Linked DNA regions of Rattus norvegicus: region 1 is linked to region 2. The links are chromatin contacts, called in public Hi-C maps. All regions are on one chromosome and are shown on one strand. Each heading gives the region's core, a stretch centred on a gene start, on an enhancer-like site or on the middle of the called end of the contact. The rest is flanking DNA. Distances are from core to core; before and after follow the strand shown. Region 1 has its middle 15 kb from the start of Cox18. Region 2 holds the start of Ankrd17 (ankyrin repeat domain 17).

Region 1 (3,434 bases), core at 912-3,411, 160 kb after region 2:
ATAAATCTTTAGAAAGAAAGAAAGAAAGGAAGGAAGGAAGGAAGGAAGGAAGGAAGAGAGAAAGAAAAGACATACCAGTAATCCCAAGACCAAGGCATGATTGCCACAAATCCAAGGCCAACCTAGCCTACATACTATATAGAAAAACTGTTAAAACAACAACAAAAACTGATGGTACTATGGCTTCCTGTCCTAGGAAAATATTTAAATTAAAAATCCTAAATACACTTTTTGTTGGGGGCCGGGGATTACCTCACAAACCATATGAATACTGATCTAAGACAGGGATAGTTTATTGAGCATATGATGCAGAATGAGTCGACCAGGGCCATAATCTAGGTTCCGGAATCGAACCATGATATTGGATTAATATTCTACAGAGATTTTAAGCGTCTACAAGCGTCTGTGCCAAGTTATTCCACCAATCAGGATTTAGGGATAGAGGGTTTCCTTAGGAATGTGTCTTGGTCGTACGCTTAGCCTGCTTCCATTGGTTGGGGTGTTCAACTGTGGCAGGGACTTGCCTGTCTAATATTCATGTTCTGATGTGTCTACCAGGATGGGACTTGTCTAACATTGCTGTCTTAATTTGCCAACAGGGATGTCAGTCACCCATGTACATGTTTCTTCCTGCTAAGTAGGATGTCTGTTCCTAGGGAGGTCTTGGGAACTTAACTGGACCTCTACTCAAAATGGAAGTCTTATTCCAAATCCTTTTTTATCCCGGGACCGGTGTCTGTCTTAGGTTGGGGTCCATCCCAGGGGCAGCTTATACACAGGTGCAGGAAGAGCTGGTGGGTGGTTGGTTCGGGTCCTAGCTTATTGTGGGTAAATACAAAATAGTTCTAATGACTTCTATCGTGATTGGTTTCCAAGGGCACGGAACATAACAGACTATGTAATCAATCTTGGCATTAGAAAGTTTCCTAGTTACAGCAGGAACATACGAGAAAGTTTCCTTAGAACGGCAGGTTAGCCAGATAACAGTTACCTAGGCTTTAACCAAGATCTTAGGCTGTGTGTGTGATTCAAGTGCCCTCCCAACACTATCGTCAACCAACGTCAGCCAACCAACTAAATTAACTGGAGACAGGGTCTTACTGTATAGCCATGACTCGACTCAGAACTCATAGAGATCCTCCTGCCTCTGTCTCTCAGTGCTTGGATTAAAGGTGAGCATCACCAAGCCCAGCTTAATTTACTTTTAGCAACTGTAGATTTTAAAGACTATACATGATAATTTAAATAGTGAATTAAAGAGTAACCTAAAAATGCTATCACTGAGAACAGGCCCTCGTGTAAACAGCGCAAGCAGAACAGGTTGAGCCTTGAACCTTTTGTTCTTTCAGCCTTGATGACTCTCACTGGTGAGAGAGACTTGCAGCACGCACGTCAATGGCTAAAGATAATTCTTGTAATTCTTGGTACTTCAACCACCATGCAGGTTGTTTTCGACAAATAGCCCAACACTGCCCTCTAGTGGTCGACAGAATCTCGCCATGACGCATTTTCCAGTTTTCAATAAACAAAGGACATTTTTTTTTCTTGTTATTGTTTTATTTTTCCTTTATACACACAGATGTTTCTTATGGGTATTATTATATTGTGCGCTTTCGAATTACGATTTTTATGCTTGTAGGAATTTTTAATTAATAACCAGCTGCTTCTTTAATTATATAGCTGTGAGCTCTAAGAATTTAAATAAGTAACATTAGACCCCTTGTTAGAGAGTGATAAATAAGGGACCAGAGACTGGGAATGCAGTGTGTCTAGCCAGTCTCTCCTATGCCAAACTGAGCTGCCTTCTAAATTCTGCTGCTTGCAGCCCAGAAGGCTAAGGCTTTTTATCAGTCATAGTCCTGAGTTGTGGACTCAGTTGTGCCCAGGAAGCTTCCAGCAACTTCTTATAATCAACTCACTCTTGACTTTCCATGCCTCATTATCTTGAGTAAACACAGGGCTTTGAACTTTAGGACTATATTACTTCAGTTGGTGCTACAAGAGCAAGATGTGTATATGATTAAAACATCATCCAGATCTTTTATTACAGGAGCTTGGCACACAAAAGAAGAACTTTCTGGAAAGGCACTCTTTGTCCCTACCTGGCAGCGACTGTAGCCAGCGGGATCTGATGTAACCTGTGGCGGGTGCTTTGTGTGTCGTGTTCAAAGGGCATGGTCTTACTTTCATCAAGGCTTGCTGGAATTACTGGAGTCGCAACATTGGCATCATTGTCAATAGCCCAACAGTCAAACTGTGTCCTGTTTACACTTTTCTTACTGTGTCCGTGAAGCCAGGACATGTAAACGCATGAGGTAGTGGGACAGGTAAGTGCAGTGGGTGGATAGACCATTTTCACATCTCTTTGTTTATCTTACTATGTCACCTTGAAAGCTTTAGCAGGGCGGGAAGGACAGCTCAGTGGTCAAGAGCACATGCTGTTCTTACAGAGGACTCAGACTTGGTTGCCAGGACCCATATGGTGGCTGGTGCCCATCCGTTTATATGAAAGCATATGCATAAATGTAGAATACACATACAATAAAATAGATAGATAGATAGAGAGAGAGAGAGAGAGAGAGAGAGAGAGAGAGAACATCCAGCAATAAGCGATTTCACTTGATTAACCAGTTTTGTAGCCTGCACAGAGGAAACAATTGGATTTTGAACTAACCCTCATGAGTTCACTGAAACGAGACCCAGGCTACAGTTCGTGCCCCCAGGGGCTACCAATGACCTATGTGTGAATTTGCTAGCTTTGTGGGATGCAGAGGTAAGAGGTAGAGAACAGTCCAGTTTTTGTGCTTCCTATGGAGAGAGACAATGTGAAGACCAGATGTGAGCATGGGGACTTGCTTCGTTTTTCTTCATCTCTTTTTTTCCCCCCATGGGTTTAGGGTCCATAAAGTTGATATCAGTAGGAAAGTGAAACTATCCAGGGAATATTGGGATTTCAGCAACTCACAGCTGGGCTAGAGAGGTCGCTCAGTGGTCAAGAGCATTACTCTTCTTCCGGAGCACCAGAGTTTTCTCTCCATTCCAGTCTGGCAGCTCACAATTGTTTGTATCTCCAGCCTCAAGGGCACACTTTCTTGGTATCTGGGGGTACCCACACACATATGTCTCACACACATACACACACACACACACACACACACAGAGAGAGAGAGAGAGAGAGAGAGAGAGAGAGAGAGAGAGAGAGAGAGAGAACAACAACAAACCCCCTTGTTACTAAGCCAAGAGTGCTGGTGCACCTGAATCTCAGGGCTGGAGAGTTGGAAGCCAAAAGCTCACTCGCAGATAAGGGTAGCTCTTACTCCTCATCAAAGAAGCTCCCTTTGGCAGCAGGAGACCATTACAGCAAGTTGTGAAGATTCAAGAACAGCTGACTGTGGTGTGCCCATACCCTGTTACTACATCTAAAACGCAAGCTC
Region 2 (3,543 bases), core at 581-3,080:
AAACCAGGCCAAAGAGAGTCACTGGAACCAGAACATAGTTGGAGAGTTGACTTTGCATAAGGGCAATGAGTTTTGTCATTCTCTCCATACTGAGGAGAGATCAGCCCATTTCTAGCATTTGGAAAATCAAAGGAATTTGTATCAGTGGTCTCAGTCTTCTTGTGAAATTCAAAGTCAGTCATAATGAAATGGGGCTGGCATTCAAAGATTGCAAAAGGTATTCAGGTGGAAAGTGACACAAAGGTGCTGAGGAATATAGAAAATGGCCAAGATCCCACTGGAACCAAGATACATAATACAGTGTTCTGTACAATGTTGTATAGCGGAACTCAGCAAAAAGGCAGGCACTTTGTATATTTGCTATTGCACACAGTACACAGAGAAGCCCCTGGGAACACAGACTCTGATTTCATAGATCACACACACAGTAGGCACATAATGAATTTTTGCTTGAATGAATTGATTTAGTCATCACCAATTCTTCTGTGGTACTCTGTAGCGTACTGGCAACTGCCCACATTTCATATGGTATGCCAGTACTAAAAAGAAAATGCAAAAAATAAAAAAAAATCAGGCACTCAGCTAAACTTAGAAGTCTTAAAATGGCAACTCTGTCAGTTGAGGCACTTTTTTATCTTGTGCCAGTACATCTGTCTTTGATGTTTGCTTTATTTTCCTTATGCCACTACTCGTACTAGACCAGAAGTGGCTAATTCTGAGTTCAATAAGCTACATAAACATGACGTGGTGGTGTGCAGACCTAATATCATCTCAGGAAAATCGCCAGTTCAAGGCTAGCCTGAGCTACACTGTTTCAAGAAGAAAGCTACATTTCAATCTGTCTGCAAGTTCTCCAGGTACTTAAAATGATCTCAGAACCCAGACCCAGAAATGCATACAATGCTGGCACCGCTCCCCCATCCACCTCTTCGGAACCGTATGGTCTTAAACTTCACTACTCAATTCCTGCATATTACAAAGGTGTAAAAGTCAGGTTTAGGCAGTCCGAGACAACTCTGGCAAGAGTTTTATCAAGTGAGGACAGAATCGCTCCAAGGTACGGTTGAGGGGAAACAGTTTTCTTTTGGACCTGGCAGGAGTCTCTCTCTCTCCTTTCACGAAGTTTCTCTCCGGAGATCCAAAGCCCTCTGGCTTAGGCGGTGGAGAAAATGGCCAGGCAGGAAAGTCCGTCCAGGAGGTCCGGGGCGAGGCCCCACCTCCCGGATCTGGAGGCCAGGCCTCCTGCTCGCACAGCTGCCCCACGCTTCCGCGCTCGCCTCCCACTCAGCCCCGGCCCGCTGCTCTCCATCCCACTGCCCCCGCTTCCCTGCACCCCCGCACGCTCGTGGGGGACCCTACTCCGCGGCCCTGGAGTCTGCACTTTGGAGAAGCAGGCAGAGATCCTCGCGCGGCCGCCGGGGCGCCGGCTGATGGCGTCACTCGCGCTTCCGCCTGCGGCTGCGTTCTAATCAGAAGCCAGGAAGGAAGGAGGGAGGGCTGCAGGGCTGTGTGTGGGGGAAGTAACGCGGAGAAGACAAGCCATCCAGGCACTCGCTCGTTCGCTTGCTCGCCCGCCCGCCCTCCCGCGGCCCCTGCTTGCGGTCCCCGCTCAGACTCGGTTTCCCCAGGGAAGCCATTCTAGGCGCACTTCCCCAGCGGCTCCTTCCGGACGCCTGCTCCGCTTTCCCGGGCACGGCGTTCGCGCTCCGCCTCGCCCCCCCTCGCCCTCCCGCTCCCTCACTCCCTCCCTCTCTCCCTCCCATCGCCAAGCTCCCCGCCCTTAGTATCGCGAGACGAGGTGAGAGCTGGCGGAGCGGCGGCGGCGGCGGCAGTAGAGGTGACCGAGGCGGTGGCGGCGGCGGCGGCGGCCCGGAGCGCTGTGTCGGCCCCGGCGCGGCCGAAGTCGCGGTAGAGCGGAGCCCCCACGCCCCTCCCCCGTCCGCGTCCCCCCCTCTTCCCGCGGGGATGGAGAAGGCGACGGTTCCGGCGGCGGCTGAGGGAGAAGGGAGCCCCCCGGCGGCGGCGGCAGTGGCGGCCCCCCCCGCGGCGGCGGAGGTCGGCGGCGGGGCTCGCTCGGCCTCGTCTCCTCGTGGGATGGTGCGAGTCTGCGACCTGCTCCTGAAGAAGAAGCCACCGCAGCAGCCGCACCACAAGGCCAAGCGGAACCGGACTTGCCGACCCCCCAGCAGCAGCGAAAGCAGCAGCGACAGCGACAACAGCGGCGGCGGCGGAGGAGGAGGCGGCGGCGGCACCAGCAGCAACAACAGCGAGGAAGAGGAGGACGACGACGACGAGGAAGAGGAGGTTTCTGAGGCAAGGGCCTGGTTTCACCTCGAGGAGGGCGGAAGGGACCGTGAAGGGCCTAAGGTGGGAGGGGACTTGCGGTGGGACGGAGCCCTCGGGGGCTTAAGATCTGCCTTGGGGACCAGGCTTTCGCCTGCCCCCTTTCTTTGCTCGGCCTGGAGTCGTGAGGTGTGGGAATGTGGGGGAGGGTAGCTGACACGTGGGGGTGGGAGGACCAGAGAGTGCACGGAGTTGCTGAGGAGCTTGTTAGCCTAGGATGCTTCTTCACAGGGTTCAGGGCGGAGGGATTGGTTAGATTCCCGGGTGGCACTTTGGGGCAGGAGGGTGGTCTCTCCGGGGCCAGTACAGCCACCTCATTCCCGGGGCGGGGGCGGAGCTAAAGCGGGAGGGGTAAGATAATAGGTAGGAGAGTCTCTGGGGGACCCACTGCGAGGTTGGTAGTTTTCTGTCAGTGTAAGGTGGCGGCGGAGAGCGATTCTGGAGGGCTGGTAAGATTGTAATGGACTCGGAGCTAAGTATTTGTATCTGGGAGAGACACGTGAGAAGCTGTACTTTTCCATACTGTTTTCGCTGCAGGGCTTTTCTCTCTCTCTCTCTCTCTCTCTCTCTCTCTCTCTCTCTCTTTCTTCCCTTCTTTCTTTCTTTCTTTCAGCTTGTGGCTGAAGTGATCATCACTTACTCGATTTATGAAAGATTTTGGATGAGCCGATCTTACATCCATACGTATGCGTTTACAAATGGCTTAGTACATAAAAATTCTTGTTTGGTGCTCTACGCGTGTATGTAGTGCTTCATCAGGTTCTCCCTTAATAATCAAGCCAGGTCCCTCTTTTATTTAATTAATTAGTTAACCTTACTTATTTATTGTCAAGTAAGTAGGGAAGAAGCGTCTGCTTTGCACCCAGGTTTGATTGTGATTGGGACAGGGAGGCCTATGTCCTAGTGATCTGGTTTCATAACTCTTTATAGTTTTTCCTGGGTCTACAGACAGGCGGCGTTGTAGGACCTTATTCCTTTTAACCCAAAAGATTAATGAACCATACTGATAGCCAACTACGACCTACCAGTTGTTAGCTCTTTTAGAAGGAACCCTCCTGTCAATACTAGGAAATGGAAGCTTTAAACACCCTAAGATGGAGGAAATAATAATTTGGGGCAGCAGAGGAAAGAAGTTGTAAAAGTTGATTAAAACTTTGTTCTGGGAGAGAAGACTTAAGTGAATTATCCACAAGTACTGCT

The links. Hi-C and Micro-C count contacts between places; a contact is called where the count stands out from the background.
Region 1: a Hi-C map of hepatocytes shows a contact between it and region 2, with 2.7 times the contacts expected there. The contact joins the enhancer-like site here to the promoter of Ankrd17 in region 2. A contact is called at or near these places in 4 of 12 Hi-C or Micro-C datasets (the A7r5 cell line, hepatocytes, liver and 1 more).

The regions. Positions count from the first base shown.
Region 1 is chr14:18,163,505-18,166,938 of GRCr8, forward strand. No RefSeq gene overlaps it. Among named protein-coding and RNA genes, the nearest start is that of Cox18, 15 kb to the left of the region's middle. Within about 2 kb of position 2,162, at least 4 of the 93 cell types and tissues checked have an H3K27ac peak or open chromatin away from gene starts, as enhancers often do. A contact at or near this core is called in hepatocytes and liver, where this site is marked.
Region 2 is chr14:18,007,029-18,010,571 of GRCr8, forward strand. Ankrd17 (ankyrin repeat domain 17) reads left to right here and starts at 1,831. Exons shown (of 34, transcript NM_001401338.1): 1 at 1,831-2,313. The coding sequence starts at 1,966.